2 separate regions of the Callithrix jacchus genome follow, and region 2 is linked to region 1. A link is a contact called in public Hi-C data. All regions are on one chromosome and are shown on one strand. The core of a region is the stretch at or near the end of the contact, and the rest is flanking DNA. Distances in the headings are between cores, read along the strand shown. Region 1 overlaps LOC128930120. Region 2 holds the start of ACKR1 (atypical chemokine receptor 1 (Duffy blood group)).

Evidence for each region. A called contact is a pair of places that touch in the nucleus more often than the background predicts.
Region 2: a Hi-C map of skeletal muscle shows a contact between it and region 1, with 4 times the contacts expected there. The contact joins the promoter of ACKR1 here to the enhancer-like site in region 1. A contact is called at or near these places in 3 of 3 Hi-C or Micro-C datasets (induced pluripotent stem cells and skeletal muscle).

What each region holds. Positions count from the first base shown.
Region 1 is chr18:19,188,305-19,195,869 of calJac240_pri, forward strand. The region is part of intron 1 of LOC128930120; the gene reads right to left. Among named protein-coding and RNA genes, the nearest start is that of CADM3, 12 kb to the right of the region's middle. Within about 2 kb of position 5,402, at least 2 of the 16 cell types and tissues checked have an H3K27ac peak or open chromatin away from gene starts, as enhancers often do.
Region 2 is chr18:19,229,448-19,236,695 of calJac240_pri, forward strand. It overlaps ACKR1 (atypical chemokine receptor 1 (Duffy blood group)), which reads left to right and starts at 4,735. Exons shown (of 3, transcript XM_008984691.5): 1 at 4,735-6,928. CADM3 (cell adhesion molecule 3) reads left to right here. Exons shown (of 9, transcript XM_002760155.6): 7 at 180-349; 8 at 2,973-3,098; 9 at 4,171-6,691. The coding sequence ends at 4,289.

The sequences.
Region 1 (7,565 bases), core at 4,152-6,651:
TGTTAAAGGCCAATTGCAATCCTGTAGGAGATGCAGAGGCAGTGAAGGGTTTTAAGTAGGGGAGAATGATGATTTGATTTGCATTTTAGAAAGATCACTCTGGCTGCAGCAGATAATTCCAAGAGAGCACACTGAAGAGGCTTTTGCAGTAGTCAAGGTAAGATGTAATGGACATCTGAACCACAGTAATTACATAATAGTAAATTGAAAGAAGATTGATTTGATAAAAGCAGTTTTGGGGAGACAAAACTGGCCATCCAGTCTCTTAAATCCATAAACATGGAGTGAGTCAAGCCTCCTTCCCCTAAAACTTCATCTTCCAAATTTAATCAGCAACTACGGTCTATCCACCCTGTCTCTTTAGTAGCCCTCAAATGTATGCTTCACTTTCCATTCCCACTGCTCTTGGCTTAGTTCAGACAGTTCATCCTCTGTAGCCAGGACTATTTGGTATTTTAAAAATCTCTGACTTGTCTACCTGTAACCATCCCTGCAGGCCTTCCACCAATCAGCCACACCACCAATGGAGCAATTATAATTGTTCTTGAAGGCAAAACCCCTTAAAGTTTCTCTCTTGTTTAGAGAAGAGCCTAAAAGCCATTTGTGATCTGATTCTTGTCCATCTTTTCAACATCATTTACTATTATCCCCCCAGCCTCATCCTTCAACTTATGTTTTGCAGTAAGTAGTTAGAGTGCCCTAAATGAAAAAAAAAAAAAAAAAAAGTTTCTTTTTCCATACTAATAGGACTTGGTATGCTGCAATGGTTTCTCTTTTTGGAATGCCTTTCTCATGTCCCCACCTTCACATCTGTCTGGAAGACTGTTCCTCCTCCTTGAAGACTCAGTTTCAATCACCTCATTTCCTATAATATCTTCCCTGACATACACCACAACCCCAAGCAGATTGGATCACATCCATCTTCACACCATTAATGCACCCAGTGCATATGGCTATCAGAAGACTGAGCACTCTGTAATGTACTCAATTTTGAGCATCTCTGTTCCTATCGGAAAGAGAGCAACTTGAGTTCCTTTTACCCTTGATAGTCTGGGCAGTCCCTGACACAAGACAGTTGTTCAATATATGTTTACTGAAGAAAAAGAATAAACAAACAAAATCATTAGAATGGGTATTTATCCCTCTAGCCACATATCATCCTATAATACCACAGTTCTTGATTTTTCTAATTGAAATATTAGATGGAAACTCTTAAAATAAGACTGAGTACTTAAGGCTTCTTAGGCTGCTCTTCTTCAAAGTAGTAGAATATTCAACTTTCTCCAGAGCTCCAGCTTCCATATCCAGTTTATTGAATATCTTCTACTAGATGGCTTGCCATCAGCTTAAACTCAATGTAATCTAAACAAAATTAGTTGTTATGAATTTTTTGTGTCTCCTGCAAATTTATATGTCAACACCCTAATCTTTCATGTATTTAGATGTGAGCCCTATGAGAGGTGATTTGGTCATGAAGCTGGAGCCCTAATAAATGGAATTAGTGTCGTTGTAAGAAGAAACACGGAGAAACAATCTCTTTCTCCAACCCGTGAAGACACCTTGAGAAGGTGGCTGCCTGTAAACCAGGAAGAGGACACTCAAGAGGAATCAAATCCACCAGTACCTTGATCTTGGACTTCCCAGCCTCCAGAACTGTGAGAAACCAAAGTCTTGCTGTTTAAGCAATGTAGTTTATGGTATTCTGTTTTAGCAACCTCAGGTAAAACACTAATCCTCCTTCATTCCAAACTGCTACACCCAACAACAAGCTTCTCCTAACTCTACTATTTCTTTTCATGGTTCAGCATTTTCCAAGCCAAAACTGAGAGCTGCCTTAGCCTTCTCCCTCCCTCTTGCTTCCCATAACCAACATCAAACGTAGCACCTCTTTTCCATTCCAAATTCCACTGCCCTCACTCAGGACTCTTTTACTTCGTTCCTGGATTTCTATAATCATCTTTTAACTCATCTTCTTAGAATATGCTTTTAATAATAATTTTAAAAAATATTAATCATTTAACACATAAGCACATCATTATTATAAAAACATACAGTATATAACATGGACAATAAAACCCCCTTATGCCTTAAGTCTCACTGCTGGCCCAGGAAATAATTTTCCAAGTTTAATATGCATCTGAACAACAAAAACACTCAAGTGCCTACCATGTACCAGGCACTATTTAAAGCACTTTAAATGGATTAATTTATTTAATCCTCACATCATGCAACCCTAGGGGTCATGTAAAATTATCTCTATTTTCCAAACAAAGAAAAAAAGTACTGAGGCGGTTAGGTATCTTACCTGAAGTCACACAGCCGGTAAGTAACTATTCATTTACTTAAACACATATTTATATGTACATAAAATTTAACATATACACATGTATATGGTTTATGCTTTTTCCCATTTTACACAAAAAGGAAAGCAGTATGTGTATTTTCTTTGTATTTTCACTTAACAATATACCTTCTGTATCTTTCTATTTTGGTAGATATAAATTTACCTCATTCTTTTTAACTGCAATATGTTATTACAAAGTATGATATAGCATAATTTATCCAATTCACTATTGATGAATATTTATGTTGTCTTCAATTTTTCACTACTGGAAAAGAATGAAGTGATGCATATCTCTGCACATAAATCAGAGCACTCATGTGAACAGATCTATGGCATCATTTGTAGAAACAGCACTGCTGGTATTTCTATTTTTAATTTTGATACATTCTGCCAGAATATCTTCAAAAAGGCTGTGCCAATTTATATCCTCACTAACCATATATAATGGTGCCTATTTCCCTAAGCACTTGCCAACACTGAGTATTATCCATCATTTTAATTTTTAACAATCTGATGGGTTCTTTGATGCTTTTTAACAGCCTAGGATCTCTTTGGTGCTGTAACTTGTATTTCTGAAAATCCAAATGCCGTTGGTCATCTTTTCAGATGTTTATTAGACAACTGTATTTTTTTCTGAGAAATCCTACTCATAGCCTTTGCCCAATTTTCTCTTGGACTGTTTGTCTTTTTTATGCTTATTTGCTGACTATTTTGCATGTTAGCAATTTGATAGTTTGGTATATATATTGTAAATAAAATTGTCCCAGTCTGTGACTGACTTTTACATTCTGTCTATGGGTCTGCAATTATGTCAGTTTAAAAAATCATGCAATATTGGGAGGCGGAGATGGGCAGATCACGAGGTCAAGAGATCAAGACCATCCTGGCCAACATGGTGAAACCCCATCTCTACTAAAAATACAAAAAAATTAGCTGAGTGTGGTGGCACGGTCCTGTAGTCCAAGCTACTCAGGAGGCTGAGGCAGGAGAATTGCTTGAACCCGGGAGGCGGAGGTTGCAGTGAGCCGAGGTTGTGCCATTGCACACCAGCCTGGGTAACGAGAGCAAAACTCCATCTCAAAAAAAAAAAAAAATTTAGCATGAGTCCACCTGAAATATATTGTTGTATATGATATAAGGGAAGGCTAGACCTATCCCATACCAAGTGCCAAACAGTTAACCAATTATTTTAATGTCTGTAAACAGTACAACCCTTTAGTCACTGATTAGAAGTGTAGCATATAATGAAGGTAGCACTCTTCACACACTAAATTTCCAAGTTGGTTTGTAACTGCACTCTCTCTTCGATTCCATGGTTCTATTTATGTATTCCTGTGCCAAGATTTCATGTTTTAATTGCTGTAATTTTAAAGTAGCTTAGGATAGCTAGAAAAATCATCCTCCCCCTTAGCCCCATGTGTTTAAAAAAATTATGGCTATTTACTCTTGACTTTATCTTCCAAGGGAATGTTAGAATCGGCTAGTCAAGTTCCATAAAACAGCTTATTGGGATTTAGCATCGTATTGCGTCAAATTTATAAATTAAAGATTACCATCTTTACCACAGTGAATCTTAGGATTAATCTTTAAATACCAATTCAGTAACATAACATCCTGCTACAAATTTTTTCCAACTGATGGGATAAAGATAAAGCTCTTCAGTGTCGAGTTTTCAAATCCCACCTCCCAAATTTGGTTTAACCTAGCAATCTCACCAAATTGATTTCCCTTATTTCTCAACCACGAAGTTTTTCAAACCAGTACACTGACTATATCCTAAATAATCCTTCATTCCCCGTGATAGAAATGCTATGCAATTAGGAAAGGGAGAAAGTTCACCCTCACTCTGAAGTGTTAATATTTGGGTCTATCCAAGATCCATCATTACCCTTTAACAAGGCAAGAACAGGTATACTTTTCCTTATTAACTTAAACAGATTTAGTTTGCAGGGGAAAAAAATAGAGCTTCCTATGATTAGATAGTCTATGACAATACAGTCATCCCTCAGTATCTGCAGGGAATTGGCTGCAGGACGCCGACACCCCTGGCACAGGATCCAAAATCTGCCCATAGTCAAGTTCTGCAACTGACCCTGTGAAACCAGCAGAACCAGGAAACTGGCATATAGAAAAAGTTTTCTCTTCATAGCGCAGGTTTCTCAACCAGAGAATATTGTTTGGTTGCAGATATGGAGCCTGCAGGTACAGAGGGCAAACTGTATTTATTGAAAAAGAAAGCCATGTATAAGTGGATCCACACAGTTCAAACCCGTGTTGTTCAAGGGTCAACTGTACACTGTTTCTTCGTCATTCATGGGAAAGAGAACTTGGCGTTGAGCATGGAAACAGATAATGGGATTGGAAACTTGAAGACCTCACTGGGTCCAAATTCTCAACATGTAGGACAGAGTTCATGCAGTCTTTGGCAGATGGGTAAATATTAGAAAGAAGCGAGGAAAGGTTAGAATAACTGAGATAACACTACATGAGAAAAGAAGACTAAAATTAAACTGAAAAATGTTTCAGGTGTGTGTTAAAACTTAGAGGAGTTGGGAGTTCTATTTGCCAAGAAGGGAGAGGCTGCATTACAGCAAAGCCACCACACTGAGGGAGCAGAGGATCAGGAATGACAAAGGGTCAGGGTGGCCACACGAGGGTGGTAGAGAGCAGGCTAACAGAGAGACCTTGGCAAAAGTGAAAAAAGTTACTGGAACTGAAAGTCTAGATCCAAGTAGGGCTTTATACTCGGACAATGAACACAGGGCAAGATTCTATGGCACACTCACAGAAACAGAGGAACATCCCCCTCCTCTAGGGTGAAAAGGGCACAGAGAGAGGTAACGAACATGTATTGAGTTCTATGGTAGGAGTTTTACATAAATGTCTTCATTTAATAATCTTTACAAGCATACAAAATAGACAAAAACAATGTCTGATGTTTAACAAACGAAAAGACTGATCTCAAATGACATAAGTGGCACAGCTGGTATTTCAGCCCAGATGAGTCCACTTTCCAAATCCATGCTTTCTCACTCTCCTGCACTCTTCTGCCTTTCCAATGAGTCAGAAATGTCTCCTTGGAGCTGGGCCCAGAACCTGGTTAACTTTCTCAGAGCAGCACACACAGTCGTTCCTAGGGCTTCACAGTCCACATGAAAACAAGCTATGGCCTTTTCTGAACATAGTGAGAACACTAAACGCATCTGCCTCCACTCTTGGCTTAGCCACAGGAATAGCAGCAGCAATCACCAGCCTGGCAGGTGTGGGCACACAGGCACAGCGGTCCATAAGGAAGCCCGGGGACCAAAAACTGGTGGCGCACCTTAACGGATGTCACCTTGCTAGGGAATACAACTTTCGTTAATAACAGGCTCTGGGATTTTAGAATTTAAAAAGATTTTAGGACCAAAATAGACCACAAGCTAACTGTGAGTTAGCTAAAAGAAACAGATGAAAAATAAAGAATACCATAAAACATACAAAGGGTCATGGAATAGCATATCATGTTCAACTCATGACCATCAGCCAAAGCCTAACTCACCTACTAGGACCTGTTCTGAACACAACTATTTAGGTGAAAAGGATCAGAGAAAAGATACTAGAATGATAAAGGAACTGGCAGAAGGTTAAGAATTAGGGCATTTCAGCTAATGTAGAGGAAGTTAAGGGGTAATTTAATAACAGTCTTAAATCCTCTAGAGGGATATTATATAGAGGCTCATAAAAAAGAAAGAGATGTCTTCTTTCACGAACCAGAAGGAAAAGTCTTAAATGGCAGTGGGAGGTTTACTTTGGACCTAAGACAAAAGTTCTTGCTTGTAAAATCAAAGTGTAAAATCAAAGAATGTGAACACTCTTCTCCAAGTCAACCGGCATTTAATAAGCAAGCACCTATTATGTGCCAGGTACTATTATGTGCAATATCCTCTATCCTCTAAGTTCCTGGCAACTCGACTTTGATCAAAGTTGATAGGGTTTCTTTCCTCATGGAATTTACATTTGCTGGTAGAAGGAATAAAGACAATAATAAACAACAGATAAATTATTAAGAAAACAGCAGAAAATGAAAGTGATTGCAAGGAAATGAGACAGCCTCTCTGAGGAAGTTAATTTAGGCTAAAATGTGACAGCAGTCACGCCTGTAATCCCAGTACTTTGGGAAGCCGAGGTGGGTGGATCACGAGGTCAAGAGATCGAGACCATCCTGGCCAACATGGTGAAACCCCATCTCTACTAAAAGTACAAAAAATTAGCCAGGCATGGTGGGTGTGTCCCTGTTGTCCCAGCTGCTCGGGAGGCCGAGGCAGGAGAATTGCTTGAAACCAGAAAACGAAAGTTGCAGTGAGCTGGGATAGCGCCACTGCACTCCAGAGCAACACTCTGTCTCAAAAAAAAAAAAAAAAAAAAAAAGATGTGAAAGCAGAAGTGCCTTAGCACAAAGCGGGGCAGGAGTATTCGGTTCAGAAGGAAAGGTCATGCAAAGGCATAGAATGGGAATGGGCTTGGTGTGCTGAAGATTAAAAATGAAAAAGCAAACAAACAACAAAAATAAATTTGTAACTGTGGCCATGAGGTTACACGAGGTTAGAGAGACAGGCAAAGGCCAGATTACACAGGATCTTACAGACAACGTCAGCAATTGCTAGAGAGGAAGAGTCAAGAAAATTATTTGTTGAAAGACTCAGTGATATTTTTTGGTTTTACACCTTAACACATCTATGTTCTAACTAGCTACTTACACTTACAGTTCCCTCAGGAGTTATTGAGCTGGTCAGGGGACCAGCTCAATAAATGACCCACCAGGCTACGGTGGGTCATTTCTCAGGAATGCCAGGGCATAAGAATCACCTGGGAGCACCTGTTAGCACCATGGAAAGGATCTTTATTATTAACCTAGAACCGGAATATCACAGATATATGTATTATTTGTAACAGGTGGCTCCAAGTAACTGTTTGAATCAGGCACAGGTGGGTGTATGCTGGTCTGTTGGCATGACCAAGAATTTTAGAGATGCCCCTAAATTAAGATCTCAGCTCCATCAGTTAAGGTGTGACTTATAGGAAGTTATGAAATTCCTGAGCCCCATTTTCCTCATCTGTAAAATGAGAATCATACTACCTACAAGTCATAGGGTCGTGCATTAGACTAAGTGACAGAGCGTAAGCAAGGTGCTAAGTGCATAGTAGGCACTCTATTAATGCTGAATGAATAAATACATGC
Region 2 (7,248 bases), core at 3,485-5,984, 40 kb after region 1:
CTAGAACAAACCCCAAGAGGCCACCTGGAATATAGCAGTTCAATGTCTCTGGCCCTGATAATTTATTTCTCCAGCCTCATCAAACAATCCTTGACATTCCTGCTCCCAGTTATTTTTTTTTTCTTTTAGCTCCCTGGCCTATGCTCTCCTGAGCTCTTCTGATTTGTCTGCCTCGACAGCCCCCAGCAGTACCTATGGGAGAAGGAGGGCAGTGTGCCGCCCCTGAAGATGACCCAGGAGAGTGCCCTGATCTTCCCCTTCCTCAACAAGAGTGACAGCGGCACCTATGGCTGCACGGCCACCAGCAACATGGGCAGCTACAAGGCCTACTACACTCTCAACGTTAATGGTGAGTGCTTCTCAGATCTCTTCTTCCAGAATCTCCCTTCTCTGTCCCTCTTATGCCCTTTCTTTCATACTTCCTGATAACACCCCCAAACTGTGACAGGGAGTGGAGTAAAGGAAAGCCAGCCCACCCCTGGGGTGCCTGAGGCCTTAGGTCCCAGGTCCACTCTAGAATGTGTAATGGCCACTTAGTGAAAAAACCTTAGAAGGCTGGGCTCTCATCTACCTTTCTTTGGTAGTAGTGGCCTGGGTGACACCATCTTCCATCCCCCGCACTTGTCTGACAACAAAAACAATAATTCTGTGTGCAGAGGCCCCGGGCCCCTAAAGTGTGGGCACAGGTGCATTTCCTTCTCTAACTGGCCCTTCTCAGAGTTGCTTCTCCTATGACTAGGTCTCCGGAGCATGCAATTGCTGTCATTTTTTTCCTGCATACCTTGAACACACTGTACTGGGTCTCGACAGAAAATAGAGAGAAACTTGTATGATGCCAAGAGATAGAATCTTTTCTCTGATGCCGTATCTTCTAGAGGGACCAGGTGATGCTCCTTCTCTGAAGTTCTTCTCAAAGCCATGACCACAAAACCCAGCCTCAGGAGTAGTGACAGGGTGGCACAGAGGCCCCTTTATGGAGAGTTGACAGGGGATGGTTTTGAAGATCCCAATGGCTGCGGGTTCCACCAGAAAGTCTTATAAATCTTTTCTCAGAATAGGGGACGTGTATTGTCAGGAAAACATCAGAGGCTCCCTCACTTGAAACACTCATTAAAGCAGTTGGGGGGATAGCAGCCAGGCCTCCCAGCGATAAGAGGCCTGAGTTCTTGGGATCAGAATGTCTGGTTGGGTGATTCCCACTCCAGGGGCCGACCTCAGCATGTGGGAGCGGCCTCAGCACAACAAGGCTATTGTAAGATGCCAAGAGCAAGGACAATGCACTGAGCTCCGGTCTCTGCCCCCGTATCTCTCCAGACTAATCTGATGATGATTGGCAGCGAGAGAAAGTTCTTATGCCCTTGTGGTTGGTTATCTTGCTGATCTCCCCTCTGCCCTGTGCTAAACAGCCAGGCGGAGGGAGTCCTGTTGGACGGTGTCTGGTTCCAGTGCTGACGCCTGGTGGTAGATGGAGCTACTGCACCTTCTTCCAGGAATATCCTTAAGTGGGCCTGACTGGAATGAAATTAAATGCAGTTCTACCTAGAGACAGGGGCCTGTAATTGATAAGCCCAGAGGTCGTTTGGCCTTGGAAACCTGTGCTTTTCTAAGGAACTGCCATTTCCATAGCCTGTGGAATAATTATCCAGGATTGATTGTCCAGGTGGACCATGTCTCACATACTGCCCGAGAGACAGCGGGTAAACTCGCTCTGCTTTCTGCAAGTTACACCTTCACCTCCACCCTAATCATACCCTAGATTCCCTGGACTCATCGTCTCCCTTCCTCCCAGGCAGAGCATAAAAAACCAGAACACAAATGTTTTCTTTTCAAATAAGGCGTAGACAGGCTAGGAACTGAAACGCTGGCCCAGCCAAGCCTGAGGAGACATAAGGTGGGAAAGACAAAATGTGTAAGGAGTCAATGAGGCATTAAGACTCAAGCTGAGTCCGTGGAAAACAGCAGCTCTCCCATGGGTGGGAGGGTTCTGTCTACGGCTACATCAGAATTGTGTGCTGGGCCTGTGTGGGTCCCTCTGATATTTGGGACTCTGGCTATGGCTGCTGCTGTCTTTGCTATGCCTGGCCCAGTCTGTGCTGTCGACCCTCTATATAGGTTGCCTTGGAGGACAGATGCGGTATATCCAGTGGCGGAGACGTCCATATCATGGGAGAAAGCATCTTGTCCTTTCTGCAAACCTTTGGATGGTGGCAAAGTGAAGATGGAACCCCAGGCCTCCTCCTTAGGAAATGCTGGAGGCTTGGGGTGTCACTGGAGCACTAAACTCCCCTGCCGTGCGGGAACAGGGTTCTTCACCTAGGGGCCACAATCTATCATTTTTTGTAAGGTGCTGTCAAAGCGCTTAATTCTTAGCTCCATCAGCTTTTATTGCTCCTTCCCTATCTAATCTTAAGGCAACAGGTGAATAGGCTGAGAAGGCCCCTAGAGCTAGGGGAGCTGGCTCAGAATATCACGAAGACAAGGGGCTAAGAGGGCATGGAAACAGAGAAGGAACACCCTGATAACCCGGGAATAAAAGGAAAAGAGGGAGAAAGGAAGAAGGAAATGAAAGCCGGGGGAGGGAGGAAACTAGAAAAAGAGAAAGGAAGGAAAAAAAGAGGGGGAGGAAGGAAGGGAGGGAAGGGAAGGAGGGAGGGAGGGAGGGAAGGAGGGAAGGAGAGGCATTAAAGTAATGATCTTTGGCCAAGGTCAAGCTTCAGTACCAAGATCTCAACTTAGAAGGCTAGATATGGACAGATTTATCTATCTATTCACTAACCCATCAGTTTGTTTTAAGAAATACTGTAATCTAGGCATGGCATATAAGCACACAGTAAGGCGTGATGAATGATTGTGCTCCATTTTCCTGATGTTAGTGCCTGCTCCCTGCTAAGTGAGGCTATTCATGGCCACCTTGGAATGCTGTAAGATAAGGGCTCTCCCCAGATCCGACTGTGTGTTGCCCTTTCCTCCAGACCCCAGTCCGGTGCCCTCCTCCTCCAGCACCTACCACGCCATCATCGGCGGGATCGTGGCTTTCATTGTCTTCCTGCTGCTCATCATGCTCATCTTCCTTGGCCACTACTTGATCCGGCACAAAGGTGAGAGGCACAGGGAGAGCATCAGCAGAACTTGGGAGGGGCAGGGAGACCAATCAGAGGTGGCACGATGGGAAGCCGACAGTGGAAAGGGCCTTCAGAGATGTGTCAGCCCTTTGGAATGTGTAGGGAAGCAAAAAACGAAGCCAACCCTATCATTGCCAACCCTGTGACAACTGAGCACCACCAACCCGGCACTGAAGCCTGATCACTTGGGGATCGTCCAAGTGAAATCAAACCTGCCCACTCAGTCAGCGGTTGCTCCCATGCTGCTCTACCTCCAGGTCTCCTGCTGCAAGACGGACAGCTCCCGAAACTGCTTCTCCATCTCATTGCTTGCTGCACTTTCTTCCTGTCTCTCTCTTTAACTTCATTTTCTTTCTCCTTTGATCTCATTGCCTTTCTTTTCTCTCCCTGCTTTTCCTACCTTCTCTCCTTTATCCACGCCTTCGCTCTACTCTCTTTCCATGTTTTTCCTCTCAGAATTCTGGCTCTGCTATTCTAGCCTGAAGCCCGACTCCATAGGCTGGTCACACATAAGCCAGATCTCAGTTGCCTTGCTCATGAAGCTGGCATAGCATTTCCCCCGCCACCGAGTTGTCTGAACATGCGCAGGCATACACACACACGTTCACACGCACACACACACACACGCTCACACACACACACACGCTCCCACACACACACGCACACGCACATGCTCACACGCTCCCACACACACACGCTCTCACACACACGCTCACAGACGCTCACACACATGCTCACACACACACGCTCACACACACACGCTCCCACACACACGCTCACACACAGACACACGCTCACACTTCTCTTTCTTGCTTTGTATTATAGATGAGATTCTACCTAGGGGCAGGATTCATTATTCATGGAGGGTGTGGTCAGGTGAGGGATGCGGGAAGCAAAATGGGAATTAGGTAAGGTGGAATAGAAGAGAGCTGTTGGCGAGAGAAAAATTACCTGAGCAGTGCGTGAGTGGGCGGGTGGGAAAGTGGGCAGGGTGGACTCAGAGGTTGGGAAGCTGCTCCTGAGAGGGGAAGCCTCTGTCTCTACACAGGAACCTACCTGACACACGAGGCAAAAGGCTCCGACGATGCCCCAGATGCGGACACGGCCATCATCAATGCAGAAGGCGGGCAGTCGGGAGGGGACGACAAGAAGGAATATTTCATCTAGGGGCACCCACCCACTTCCTGTGCCCCCCCCAGGGGCCCCGTGGGGACTGCTGGGGCCGTCATCAACCCGGACTTGTACAGAGCGACCCCAGGGCCGCCCCTCCCGCTTGCTCCCCAGCCCACCCACCCCCCTGTACAGAATGTCTGCTTTGGGTGCGGTTTTGTACTCGGTTTGGAATGGGGAGGGAGGAGGGCGGGGGGGAGGGGAGGGTTGCCCTCAGCCCTTTCCGTGGCTTCTCTGCATTTGGGTTATTATTATTTTTGTAACAATCCCAAATCAAATCTGTCTCCAGGCTGGAGAGGCGGGAGCCCTGGGGTGAGAAAAGCAAAAAACAAACAAACACAAAACACAACCCTGGAGTGTTAGGGGGAGAGAGAAGGTACAGGGGTGAGGGAGGGGAGGGGTAAGGGGCAGGGCTGCTTTGGAGCCGTGGGGGTGGGGGGGGGGCTCTCACCAGCCCGCCTTTCATCCTCTACAACAGAGCAGCTTCCCAGACTTCTCCAGAAATCGTGGAAGGGGAGGGTTGTCAGCAAGGGCTGGGTGTGGCTTTTCCTTTGCTAGCCACACACCTGGGCGCTACGGACAGGGAGGTGGGTGCCACCCTGATCCATCTCTTCCGTAGCAATGGGAAAGTGATGAGTAGGGGAGCCCTGGGGAGCTGTGACCCTCAGAAGGCAATACAGCCATGCAGGGACCTAGGCCTTCAACCTGGGGAGGATGCAGGTCCCTGTAAGGAAGAGTAGATTTGGGGAGGAAGGGTGGAGGTGGACCGTCGCCCCATTTTCCCGAAAATGAACAAAGCCGGCTCCTTTTCTTAGGAACCACCCTGGGGGATAGCAGAGTGTGGCTGCCCCTCCTTGCTCCAGCAGTGGTGGGAGAGGCACTGCTCTCAGGCCTGAACCGCCCCTGCTTCCCTGCGCTGAGGGGCCCCTCACTCTTACGCAAGACTCTGGATTGTTGCTCAGCAACTACTCCTCCCACCTTGGCCACCCTGTGCCCCCTTCCTGGTGCCAGCATCAGCCCTTAGTCCTTCCTCCCCCAGCAGCCAGGCAGACATAACAACAAATCTACTAAAAGGAGCTTCACTGCACTGAGCTGTTTCCTGCCCAAACTAAGGGAATAATGTGCTGTGTGCATGTGTGTGGTGTGTGTAGTGTATGCATGTGTGTGTGTGTGTGTGTGCATGTGCGTCTGAGTGAGTGAGAGGCAGAGCAAGAGGTTGAGGAGGAAGGCCAAGAGCCAGGGGTCCTGGGCAGGTGGACAGGGCTGTGGGACATGTTGGGGGAGGCTTTGGGAATGGGGTCTTCCTAGTCAGGGTTCATGCCTCAACTGAGAGGTTGTTCCATGCTGGTATTCCCTCTGCCACCCCGATGCCCATCCGTCTTGGAGAAAGGAGTCCTTGGGTGTGTGTTTGCCCAGCTGTCCATTCCATCTCTCCCTGATACACAGCATTCAGCCCTTCCCTGGATTTCCCTCTTCTGAGCCATGGAGTTAGTGCCACAGCCTTTGCTATGCACCCCTCAGGCCTCTCCTTGGCATTGACCCTGGACTGACCTACCACCACCTATTTTTCCCACAATCTGTACCCAGTGAATTGAGGGCTGGGTCCCCACCCCTCCTTTTGGTTTCCTGTCTTCCTTCTCACGGCCCCAGCTGGTTGCCATGGAAATGAGGTTCCTGGTCCTCCCTGTCCTGGCTGGACTGCCCCGCCTCAGCTCCAGGATGCCCTTGGCATCACTCCCACCCTCCGCCACCTTTTCCTCCGTGCTCTGACAATGGGCATGCAAAAAGGGGCAGCTGCAATCTGGCAGGTCTGCCCACCCCCCTTCAGTTCAGGTACTACTGTTGTGAATCTTCCAGCTGCTGGTTAGGGCCCTGGGCACCACGGGCAGCCCCTCACCTAAGCCAGGGCCTACTCCTCTTACAACAGCAAGGGAGCCTGGGGCCCCTGGCCTGCCAAGCTTCTTGTCTCCCAGCACCCGCTTTTGGGAAAATGACTTTTCCTCTTCGAGCTGAACCACTCTGTCCATATTACACAGAAGCCATATTTGTATGGGGGGGTGGGAGGGAGAGGGGCTGTTGTGCTGTGTGTGTCTGTCCAGGGATGGGGGTGGGGGAAGGGAGCAGGGAGGGGACCGTGTATCTTTATAATCTTTCTAACTCTCCTGTGCTAATCTCAGAGGGGCCTCCCTCAATATATCTGGATTATCCGTGTCATTCGGCTGCCTCCTTTCTGCTCCTCTTGCTGCTGCTGGGATATGTGTATGTGAGGACTGTTCTTCCCATACCCCTTGCACGTGGTGCCTGGTGCCTCAAAAGGTGGTGTGTCCCTTGCCAGGCCACTCTCACGGATATCTATGTACAGCAACAATATAACTCTCCAAGGGAGAGAAGTGTGTTCACCTCCTTTTGCTAAGCCTTTCCTTTCCGGAGAGTGTCTTGGGGGGCGTCTGACTGCTTCCCCCCACCCTCTGCCAGGCATTGCTGGAGAATGTTGAGACGGCGATGGAGGCACCATCAACCCCACCCCGGAGAGCATCACTAGACACCACCAGACTAAATTCACTCTCCAGCCCCTTCATGTTGAACCTGAAACTTGAGCGAGTGACTTGGGAGAAAAGGGGGGAAATCCCTATGAGGTACCCATCCCTCTGCACCTTGGGTCTGAGGTGCTTTGCCCCCCAGGAAGCCCTACATGAATGGGACAGAAGGGCCGTGACAGCTTTGGTGTTGAAGCAGGCAATGCTGTCTCGGACAAATGCAGCAGCCCTTTCTATCTCGTTGCTCTGACTTGGGCCCTCCATGGCTCACCACTCCCTACATCCCCGCTGTGTCTTCCCAAGTGAGGAAATAAAAGCAGAGAGGGGTGATGAAACAGTGGAGACCTGGGGAAGCAGCTGAGGGGGGCAGGCAGCAGGGAGGGGCCACTAGAAAGAAGTGACTTGGGCTTTGGAGACTG